2 separate regions of the Mus musculus genome follow, and region 2 is linked to region 1. The links are chromatin contacts, called in public promoter capture Hi-C maps. All regions are on one chromosome and are shown on one strand. The core of a region is the stretch at or near the end of the contact, and the rest is flanking DNA. Distances in the headings are between cores, read along the strand shown. Region 1 holds the start of Aurkb (aurora kinase B). Region 2 holds the start of Alox12b (arachidonate 12-lipoxygenase, 12R type).

Region 1 (5,248 bases), core at 149-2,648:
AGCCCTTAGCACGAAAGTAGTGAAAATACCCCTCGTGGCCAGCTTCAGTGTGACTTGGCCAGCAGAAGCCATCTCTACCATGACTCAAGGAATATAAGAAAAACCAAGAGCTAATTCATCGGGAATTGCTAACGTATAGAATTGGAAATGGATTTAATTTATATATATTTTTGGAGTAAACAGCTCACACTGTAGCCTGGAGCTCCTAGCAATCCTCCTGCCTCAGGCTCCAGAGTGCTAAAATTACAAGCCTACTGTCAGAAACCTTGCAGGATTTTAAAGAACAAAATAGTAAGGACACATAAGCAAAAAATGTGCAAGAGAGTGGATTTTGAGTGTACCTAGCCCAGGAATGTAGACCATGCCACTGGCTGAAAGCTCTTCCTAGGAAAACAGGATACTTAAGAAAATACAAACGGAAGAAATGAACTGGGCTTGTCAGTGGTGCAGTGAGATAATTAGAAATTCAAGGCCAGCCTGGGCTGAATTAAAGGCCAACTTGGGCTGGACAGAGAGACCTTGTCTTGAATAAACAAAAACCAAATACAAAACAGACAGGTAGGATAGAGAACCCAGAAATGCAGTTCCAAATTCATGATTTATACACCCACAGATTCAACTGTTATCTGTCTGTCTGTCTGTCTGTCTGTCTAACCTACACCTCTACCCATCCCATCTAGAAGATTGCATCTGTATTGAGTAGTAGACTTTCCCGGCATCATATTCCCTAACTTAGGTCTTACTGCTGTCTCACAGTATTTTTATTGTATTAGGTAGTTAGGTGATCTAGGAATTAATCAATGAAGCCTAGAGAATTACAGACCCTATGCAAATACTGTGTCATATACAATATTATGTCTGTATATATAATAGACCTAAGCATCTGCTTGAATTGAATATTATGGGGCATTGTAAAGGCAATACACCAAAGATACTGAAAAAAGACTGTATTTTCAAAGATCATATTAAGGGTAGCATCTAAATTTTCGTGGAAACCAGACAATTTAACCAAGGTCTTCGGAAAGAACTCGGTCATATTAATGTTTACTCTATATATTTTATTTATATATAATTATTATTTTCTACCTCCCCCCAGGGTATCTCTGTGTAACTCTGGCTGACCAGGAACTCGCTTTGTAGACCAGGCTAGTCTCGAAGTCACGAATCCACGTGCCTCGGCCTCCCGAGTGCTGGGGTTAAAGGCGTGCGCCCCACCACCGCCCAATTTAAATATTTAATTTTTTATAACTAGAAAAAGGAGCGTGCACATCTTGGGACACAGTTTCAAACTAGTAAAAAGAAGCCTCTTAGGCCACACCTTCGTTCTGTTTCAATGACTACATCACAAAAAACGTAGCCAATGAGAGTGGGCTGAGTGGCGGCTCAGCCAATGGACCTAGAGCGGGAGATTCGAAAGCGTCCGGGTCGCGGGGTAAACCGGTTCTCCGTGTGCGAGCGCCTAGTGGCGTAGGCTGCGGCTTTGCGGGGAACTGCGGGGGCTGCAGTGGTCCACGGGGCTGATCGGGTTCCGTTGGGCGGATCCACGTGCCCGCTATCCGCCTGGAAGGAGAGGTGCAGGAGTACCCCCGACCTTGGCTGCGTGCTGACTCGCTTCCTTCTGCCCGCCCAGGCTTGCACTCCCCGGGGATCTGCCTCTGCATCTCTTGCCTTCGCTGTTGTTTCCCTCTCTGTCCAGCTCCCCTCCCGCTCTCGCCCTGGAGAATGGCTCAGAAGGAGAACGCCTACCCGTGGCCCTACGGCTCAAAGACGGTAAGGTCCTGGCCACATTCCCCGCCCCACGTCCCCCGGAAGAAGAGTCCATGAAGATAGAGGCTGGCCTTGCAAATGGCCGGACTCTAAGCGTTTCCGACGTGTGGGCCTCAAGAATTTGCTTGCAAAACTCAGTCTGATCACTTGCAGTCTTACCGTAGCAGATGTTGCCAACCTGAATCTGAGGGCTTCCGTAGAGCTGAGCCTGCTCGTCACGTACAATAATAGTTGGGACTGAGCAAACATCATCGTGCTTTCGGGTCGTGAATCTCACTCTCGAGTCTGAAAAAATTAACTACACAGGAAATAGATTATAGAATAGAAGGTTACGGTTTAAAAGGTTCCGAATGATCTAAATATTTATGTACGGCCCTGGGTATGAAACCCCAGAGCTTCCAAGTTTTGATGTACCATCCATACTACACTCCAGCTTTGGAATGTATCGTACTGAGCGGTGGGAAGTAAGAATCCAAGTAGATTTGAAATGCTGTGTGTATGTGCGTGCGTGTGCGCCACACTGGAGATAGTAAGCACGGTGGTGCACACCTGTAATACAGCACACCCGTAACGCACTTGGCTACATGATGGGATCCTGTGGCCACCCCCAGATGAAGAGCCCTTCACTGTATATAGTCTGTTCCCTGTTGGTGGGACCTGAGCATCCTGGACAGTCTATCTCTTTCCTTGTCCCAGCTTCCTCCTCTGTGGAGCCCTGAGTCAAACTGACAAGCGTGCAGTCCTGTTACTTTTACCCTGATTTACTATCACAGGAAAATATCTATTACTCAGAGAACTTTGAAAGTGAAGTGACCCAAGTGTAAACATATCTTTTATTCTCCTGGCCTAATTTGTCATCCCCGAGGGTCACAGTGTGGTCAAATATCCTGCAACACCCCTAAAGCCATCAGTATCCCTATGTTCTGTTCCTAGAAAGAGATGAAGTTTTGTTTCAACTTCACAAGCTCAGGCTCTTACATAAGCCTGGGTGATGTGTTTAGAACTATCCAGACTGGGCAGTGATGTGCCTGCGGTGGGCTGGGGTCAGGGGAATTGGTGTAGTAGCCTCTTGCCTTGGGTTGTTTTGTCATTCGTTCATTTACTTTGCTTTTTAATTATTTTTGTGGAGGGTGATGTTAAAACAAGGTCTTCTAGCTGGGCGGCGGCGGTGGTGGTGCACTAATTTAATCCCAGCACTTGGGAGGCAGAGGCAGGTGGATCTCTGAGTTCAAGGCCAGCCTGGTCTACAGAGTGAGTTCCAGGACAGCCAGGGCTCCACAGAGAAACCCTGTCTCAAAAAACAAAAAACAAAACAAAACAAGGTCTTCTTTAGCTCAGGCTGCAGGCTGCCTTTCTCCTAACCAGGAGCCTCCACCTCCTTAGTGCTGGGGTTGTGGATGTGTGCTGGACGCTCTCAAGTTGTTTCATTCTTTTTATTCATTTTATTTTTGCAAGTTACTTTTGTTTTTCTCAAGACAGTTTCACTGAGTAGCGCTGGCCATCCTGGAACTCAGTCTGGCCTAGAACTCAGAGGTCTCCCTGCCTCTGCCTCCCAAGTGTGTGCCACTGCTGCTGGCTGCCAGTTGTTTCTTAATAACCCCTTTCACGTGGAGCAATGAGTAGATTCTTGGCTAGGCAGGCAGACCGTGCTGTATCAGTATTGTTCTGTGAACTGTGAGTGGATGGGTCCTTTAGCAAGCAGCTGAAATGCGCCTTGTAGCATATTCTGGCCAGGTTACCGGGACAAGGACGCCCTCAGAGTCACCCTTTGCTCCTCAGTCTCAGTCTGGCCTGAACACGTTGTCCCAGAGAGTCCTACGGAAGGAGCCCGCCACGACATCTGCGCTTGCTCTCGTGAACCGGTTCAACAGCCAGTCCACAGGTACCTTGGATGATGGGAAGAGGGAGGTGGGGGGGGAAGCTGGGAATGTCAAAGGATGGACTCAACATAATTCTCTCTCCTTAGCTGCCCCTGGCCAGAAGTTGGCTGAGAACAAGAGTCAGGGCTCCACTGCCTCGCAAGGATCCCAGAACAAGTAGGGAAACTTAAACAGTGATGGGGGAGAAATGGGGGAGGATAAGGGGAGCACGGATAGTGAGAGATCAGCCACCTGGAGACTCTGAGCCAGCCAGCTAACTCTTCCCCATATTCCCGCTCTTCTAATCAGGCAGCCTTTCACTATTGACAACTTTGAGATTGGGCGTCCTTTGGGCAAAGGCAAATTTGGAAACGTGTACTTGGCTCGGGAGAAGAAGAGCCGTTTCATCGTGGCACTCAAGATCCTCTTCAAGTCTCAGATTGAGAAGGAGGGGGTAGAGCACCAGCTTCGCCGAGAGATCGAAATCCAGGCGCACCTGAAGTATGCTGTCACCCTGACCCTGGTCCCTCTGCTAACGGGATCACCTCACTCGACTGTCTCTGTCTTACTCCGCCTAGACCACCTGCCCCACCCAGCTCCTAGATGCAGCCTGAAGCTTCTTTTCTCCTTGCATCCCCCAGACATCCCAACATCCTTCAACTCTACAACTACTTCTACGACCAGCAGAGGATCTACTTAATCCTGGAATACGCCCCTCGCGGGGAACTCTACAAGGAACTGCAGAAGAGTCGGACCTTCGATGAGCAGCGGACTGCCACGGTCAGGGCCTACCTGGTGTGGGATCTAGTGCCTGGGCCATTGCTGGAAACAGAGGGCCTAATTGCCTCTTGTGTGGACCCTCACAGATCATGGAGGAACTGTCAGATGCCCTGACCTACTGCCACAAGAAGAAGGTAATTCACAGAGACATAAAGCCGGAGAACCTGCTGTTAGGTCTGCAGGGAGAACTGAAGATTGCAGACTTTGGCTGGTCGGTGCATGCCCCATCCCTGAGGTATGGAGGGACTTGGGGGGCTGTTCCTGATGTGAGGCTGTGACGTTCTTTATAAAAGTCTTCAGTGTCTTGTTCCTCAGGAACATTTGGGTTTTGTTTTGTTTTGTTTTTTTCTCCTTGCAGTATAGACATAGTGATTACTTTACAGAAATAGGCGACTCAAGAATTCATGCCCTAGCCGGGCAGTGGTGGGGGCACACGCCTTTAATCCCAGCACTTGGGAGGCAGAGGCAGGTGGATTTCTGAGTTCGATCGAGGCCAGCCTGGTCTACAGAGTGAGTTCCAGGCAGAGAAATCCTGTCTCGAAAAAAACAAACAAACAAAAGGAATTCATGCCCTAAATGTTCTACTACTTCTTTTTTTTTTTTTTAATTAAATATAGTGGACCCTCCCTCACCACATTGTTGAGAAAACTCCCTTTCTACAGACTGAGAACTGATTGGTTGGTTGAGACAGGATCTGGTCTTACGTAGCACAGGATGACTTCAAACTCATTACATAGCCAAAGATAACTTTAATTTCTGATTCTCCTTGCCTCTGCCTCCAAAAATACTAGGATTACAGGCGTATATCACCATGCCAAGTTTACCCTTGCAAAATCCTGTTC
Region 2 (5,400 bases), core at 132-2,631, 110 kb after region 1:
TAATTTGGAGACTGGTATGGCTCAGCAGATAAGAGAACTGCTGCTCTTCGTGAAGATTGGGGTTCAATTCCCAGCACCCACATGGTGGCTCACAGCCTTCTCTTACTCCAGTTCCAGGGAACCCAATGCTACCTTATGGCCTCTGCAGACACCAGGCACCCAAGTGGTAAACAGACACTCCTACATAGACACCCACACATCTAAGACAAAAAGTTTTTTTCAATCTTAATTCTCTCTCTCTCCTTCTCTCCCTCTTTTCTTTCCTTCCTTCCTTCCTTTCTCTCTCCCTCTCTTTCTTTCTTTCTTTCTTTCTTTCTTTCTTTCTTTCTTTCTTTCTCTCTCCCTCTCTTTCTTTCTCTCTCCCTCTCTTTCTTTCTTTCCTTCTTTCTTCCTTCCTTCCTCTCTCTCTTTCTTTCTTCCTTCCTTTCTCTCTCTTTCCTTCTTTCCTTCTTTCTTTTTTTCTTTCTTTCTTCCTCTCTCTCTCTTCCTCTCTCTTCCTCTTTCTCTCTCTTCCTCTCTCTCTCTTCCTCTCTCTCTTCCTCTCTCTTCCTCTCTCTCTCTCTCTCTCTCTCTCTCTCTCTCTCTCTCTCTCTCTCTCTCTCTCTGTGAGATGATGGTCTTCCTTTGTAGCTCAGGCATCAGAGGCTCTTGGCTCAGCCTCCAAGTAGCTGGAAGTTGAGGTGTGGACCACTGTGCCTGACTTTAGCCTGATCCCTTTGGGGGTTGGAGATTGAACTCAGGGTCTCCCACATTTTCTGTATGTTCTCTACAGTGAACTGAAGTCCTTTAGTCTTATTCTCCTGCCTCAGCTGTTCTCTCAACTGTCCTCTGCGTATCAACACCAGGTTCTCCTAAGTAGATACTGGCTAACAAGGAAGCAGCAGCTACAGGCTTTAGGCTCCAAACCCTTCCACCCTGCATCTCTTGTCCCTTGTGGTCTTTAGTCTCCTGGCTTCAACATTCTTCCTGATGTGTACTGCAGGCCCTGGGTTCTAACGCAAAAGCAGGACACTGGACAGCACGTCTGTATCACTCCTCATGCCTTCCAAAGCAGGTCACTTCTGATTTTGGCCAGGTTCAGCATGGGTGCCTGTCGCTGCAGCCAATGGGGGCGAACAGCTTATTAGTTTGATAAAGATCTGAAGGCCCTGCCCCGCCCCCTCCCCCAACTTCCCTGGGGCCCTGGCTCAGCCTAGACAGCTCCCACACCCTGAAGGCTGCTTCAGCCTCAGCATCTTCTATCCGCCCTCTCAGCGCCCTGCCTGCGGTTCCTCCCCATCAGCTCCTATAGGTCTCAAGCGCAGACGCCTGCTCACGGGCTACTGGCCCGGCTCCGCCTCATCTGCCAGGCTCACATCCCTCCCGCCCCGCCAAGGGCAGCAGCTGCTCCCGGCTCCAGAGGCATTCGCGGGACAGTGGTTCCCGCTGACTGCTCCATCACTGACTGCTCCATCACTCTTCGCTGTCTGGCTTCCCTTGTCTACCTCGTTTCTAACTGTGTGGCTTTAGCCATAGTGTCCGGGATTGAGCCCTCTCTTGGCTCCTGAAGAGCGGCCATGGCCACCTATAAAGTCAAGGTGGCCACGGGCACTGACTTCTTTTCGGGGACGCTGGATTCAATTTCACTGACCATCGTGGGGACCCAAGGAGAGAGCCATAAGCAGCGGTTGAACCACTTTGGGAGAGACTTTGCCACGGGGGCGGTAAGTGCGCACGCGTCACCCAGGATGGATGGAGGCTTGGGGTGGATGGAGGTATCCGGTAGGCAGCCAGAGCTGGGCCAGGGGACTGGAGAACCAAGGACAACTCTAACACTGTGGGCTCCCAACTGGTTTCCTATCTCTCCCCACACATATTCATCCTCTTTGCTCACTCTTCTCTCATTCTTTCCAACCAATACATCCTTCTCCCTCTTCTTTCCTTGCCCCCTCCTCTTCTCTTTGAGCTTATCCACCTCTCTCAGTTCTCTTCCACACCTTAAGGTTTCTTCTATTCTCATGCCTTTCCATCACCTCTCTCCCATCCTTACTCACTCTTCCTCAGCCACGTTGCATCACAACTGGCTTCCATTTGCATTGGATTCTCTGTGACTTCAAATGGCATCCGACCAGCCTGGCCAGTGGGGACTTGCTTTGCCCTAATGGAAGCCACTCTGTGATTTTGATAGCCTTCTGCTCCTGTGTGATCCGAATAGGCTCCGTCATCTGTGTGGCCACTTCTGAATTCCTACATCTTCCTTGAAAAGTGGGAGAAGGGCAGGGGGGCACTCTGCTGTCCAGTCTAGGAGTGCAGGATGCTAGGGAGTCCTGGGCGCTGACTCTTTTGCCCCCAAGATTCTAAATAGCTCCTGCAGCCTCAAGCGACTGGGACCTTAGGAAGGATGGATAAGGCAGGGGTCTTTCCCTGCCTTGGGTAAATGGGCCCAGCAGAGGGCAGCCAAGTCAGGGGGTTCACATCTGTGCCTTCTCTTTATCCTTGCTCTGTGCACTCCTCAGTCCAGCAGGGGAGTGTTACTAACATGAGCAGGTAAAGGGTAAGCCTTCAGGAACTGGCCAGGTCACTCAGCCCCCATGTTTTGTGCAGGTGGATGACTACACGGTACAGTGCCAGCAGGACCTGGGGGAGCTTATCATCATCCGTCTGCACAAGGAGCCTCATTCCTTCCTAGCCAAGGACCCCTGGTACTGCAACTATGTGCAGATCTGTGCTCCCGACTGCCGTGTCTACCACTTCCCAGCTTACCAGTGGATGGATGGCTATGAGACCCTGGCACTCCGGGAGGCCACAGGTGAGCCAGCACTGACCACCTCATCCCATGCAGGGAGTTTCCTTACTCTTGCCCAGCTACTCCAGATTGGCCACTTCGGGATCCCATCAAGTCAATCAGGCATGGCCAGCCTTAGTGCCCATTGCTGCTCTGGGCTTAGCTTAGGGCTGCACAGTGAAGGAACCCAAGTGTATGAGGCCCAGGGAGTACTACCAGCTCATGCAGAGAGCACTATCAGCCTCATGCAGAGAGCATTCCCAGATCCTGAGGTCCAGGGAACTCTATCAACTCATTCAGAGAGCATTCCCACATCTTGAGGCCCAGGGAGCACTATCAGCTCATGCAGGGAGCACTATCAGCTCATGCAGAGAGCATTCCCAGATCCTGAGGCCCAGGGAGCTCTATTAGCTCATGCAGAGACTATTCCCACATCTTGAGGCCCAGGGATCACTATCAGCCTCATGCAGAGAGCATTCCCAGATCCTGAGGCCCAGGGAGCACTATCAGCTCATGCAGGGAGCATTCCCAGATCCTGAGGCCCAGGGAGCACTATCAGCTCATACAGAGACTATTCCCACATCTTGAGGCCCAGGGATCACTATCAGCCTCATGTGGGGAGCACTATCAGCTCATGGGGAGACCATTCCCACATCCTGAGGCCCAGGGAGCACTATCAGCTCATGCAGAGAGCATTCCCAGATCAGATCAGTCTTCCCTTCATGCTTCACTCTCTCTTGACTCCTATTGGATGCCTGGTGTGCTACAAGGACCTCTGTGGCTCTCTGGAGCAGGATTCTGTTTCTACAATAGGATGCTCCATTGTTCCAGTCAGATCTGTGTTCTACTTAGAAGCCTAGTTTCTTAGCTCTCCAGGTCACCAAGCCCTTGAATATGATTTTATTGTTTGCTTGAGAAAGGGTCTCTCTCTATAGTCCCAGATGTCCTGGATCTCACTATGTAGACTGAGAATCTCATAGAGACCCTTCTGCCTCTGCCTCCTAAGTGCTGGGATTAAAGACGTGTGCTACCATGACAAGCCTTGTCATAGTGGAGGTCAAAGGACAATTTGTGGGGATTGGTTCTCTCTTTCTACCATGGGAATCTTGGTGATCAAACTCAGTCATCTAGCTTGGCAGAAAGGGCCTATATCCATGCAGCCAATCTCATTGGCCTGATTTTCTTTCTTCCTTCCTTCCTTTCTTTCTTCCTTCCTTCCTTCCTTCCTTCCTTTCTTCCTTCCTTCCTTCCTTTCTTTCTTTCTTTCTTTCTTTCTTTCTTTCTTTCTTTCTTTCTTTTTTTTTGTGATACTAAGGATTTGAACTCAGGGTCTTATGTATGGTAGATGGAAACTTTACAATTGAGCTATATTCTTACTGGTTTCCTAGCTGAGCATTATATGAATATATACAATGTTCAGCTAGGAAACCACTAAGAATACATAAGAATACATACATATATATTAGTGTATATATATATATATATATATGTACATATATATATATACTAGTAGTATATTACTATATAAGAGTATAGTATATATACTATACACACACATACACATATATGTTGCTTCATATATTGCCATTATATTGCTTCAGAGGACTCTGTTACCCCAGTGGGATACTTTAGTTTCCTAACAGGACTCATTGCTATCCCCAGTGGGCTTTTCTACCCAGCAAGAGTTCCCTGGCTCCCATAGAAGACTTCGTTATTCATGCAGGCATCTGGGCTTCTCCAGAGCTGGCAGCACAGCCAAGCTTCCTTGCCTTTGGGGGGATTGTGTGGCTGCTCCCGAGGGAGAAGGATAGGACCCGATTGCCTTTGCTGCACACATCCACCTCTTCTGTAAGCCTTCATCTAGCCACTTGAGTGAGCTTCCTAAGTGTGGCTGTGGCAGGGCCACAAGATGCATTTCTTCTCTTAGACCCCTTGAATTTCTGCAGGCTTCTCTCAACATGGGAAAGGGCATAACTGAGGATGCTGGTGTCTGAGCCCCATCATTTCCATAGAGGACTACCCATTCATTTGCCTGTGCTAGAATATTCTCCTCAGAGGAGGGAATGGGGCCTTGAGTCAAGGGAAAGGAGAGGCTGAGGCTGGGCGGGCTCTAGGGGAGGGTGAGGAAGTCATCATGGGAGTCACTGGGACGCAGAGTTCCTTCCCATGGTGATGGGTCTGTGTGGCATGGAAGGGGATGGGCAGGGGACAGGCAGGTGATACTAGCTGGCTGGGCAAGAATGGGGTTGGGTGGGGTGGCTGCCACGCAACAGCAGGGCAGGGAGACCTGAGTCATCTGCTGGGCCCTCGAAGGAGTGAGGCTCCCGCCCTGGGGACTGTGCCAAACTGGGGATCTGGATTGCACAACTCCAGGGGGCACCACCATTCCCAGAGTGCAACAGGAGGAGCTGGGGCATAGGGGAGTAAGATGAGAACAGCAAAGTGAGGGCCCTGAGAGAAATGGTGGGGCTGTACTGATGGCACACACCAGCCTGGGGCAGTCAGTCAGGAGGCTGGAGAGAGATTGGGTGGAGTTTCATCTTCATCTCCATCCATCCATCCATCCATCCATCCATCCATCCATCCATCCATCCAGTAATTTATTTCCTGGACATCTGGGCACGTTACCATATTCT

What was found. Capture Hi-C pulls out chosen DNA fragments and counts their contacts.
Region 2: a contact with region 1 is called in a promoter capture Hi-C map of liver. The contact joins the promoter of Alox12b here to the promoter of Aurkb in region 1. A contact is called at or near these places in 3 of 39 promoter capture datasets (the 3T3-L1 cell line, cranial neural crest and second pharyngeal arch cranial neural crest), 1 of 15 datasets of contacts at CTCF or cohesin (the NIH/3T3 cell line), 1 of 484 Hi-C or Micro-C datasets (cerebral cortex), 7 of 115 datasets of contacts at active chromatin or transcription factors (the SCID.adh cell line, embryonic forebrain, embryonic limb bud and 2 more) and 3 of 9 other capture datasets (adipose tissue, liver and pancreatic islet).

What each region holds. Positions count from the first base shown.
Region 1 is chr11:69,044,239-69,049,486 of GRCm38.p6, forward strand. It overlaps Aurkb (aurora kinase B), which reads left to right and starts at 1,399. Exons shown (of 8, transcript NM_011496.2): 1 at 1,399-1,770; 2 at 3,547-3,649; 3 at 3,734-3,803; 4 at 3,936-4,127; 5 at 4,268-4,406; 6 at 4,493-4,641. The coding sequence starts at 1,723.
Region 2 is chr11:69,155,691-69,161,090 of GRCm38.p6, forward strand. Alox12b (arachidonate 12-lipoxygenase, 12R type) reads left to right here and starts at 1,382. Exons shown (of 15, transcript NM_009659.2): 1 at 1,382-1,703; 2 at 2,584-2,788. The coding sequence starts at 1,557.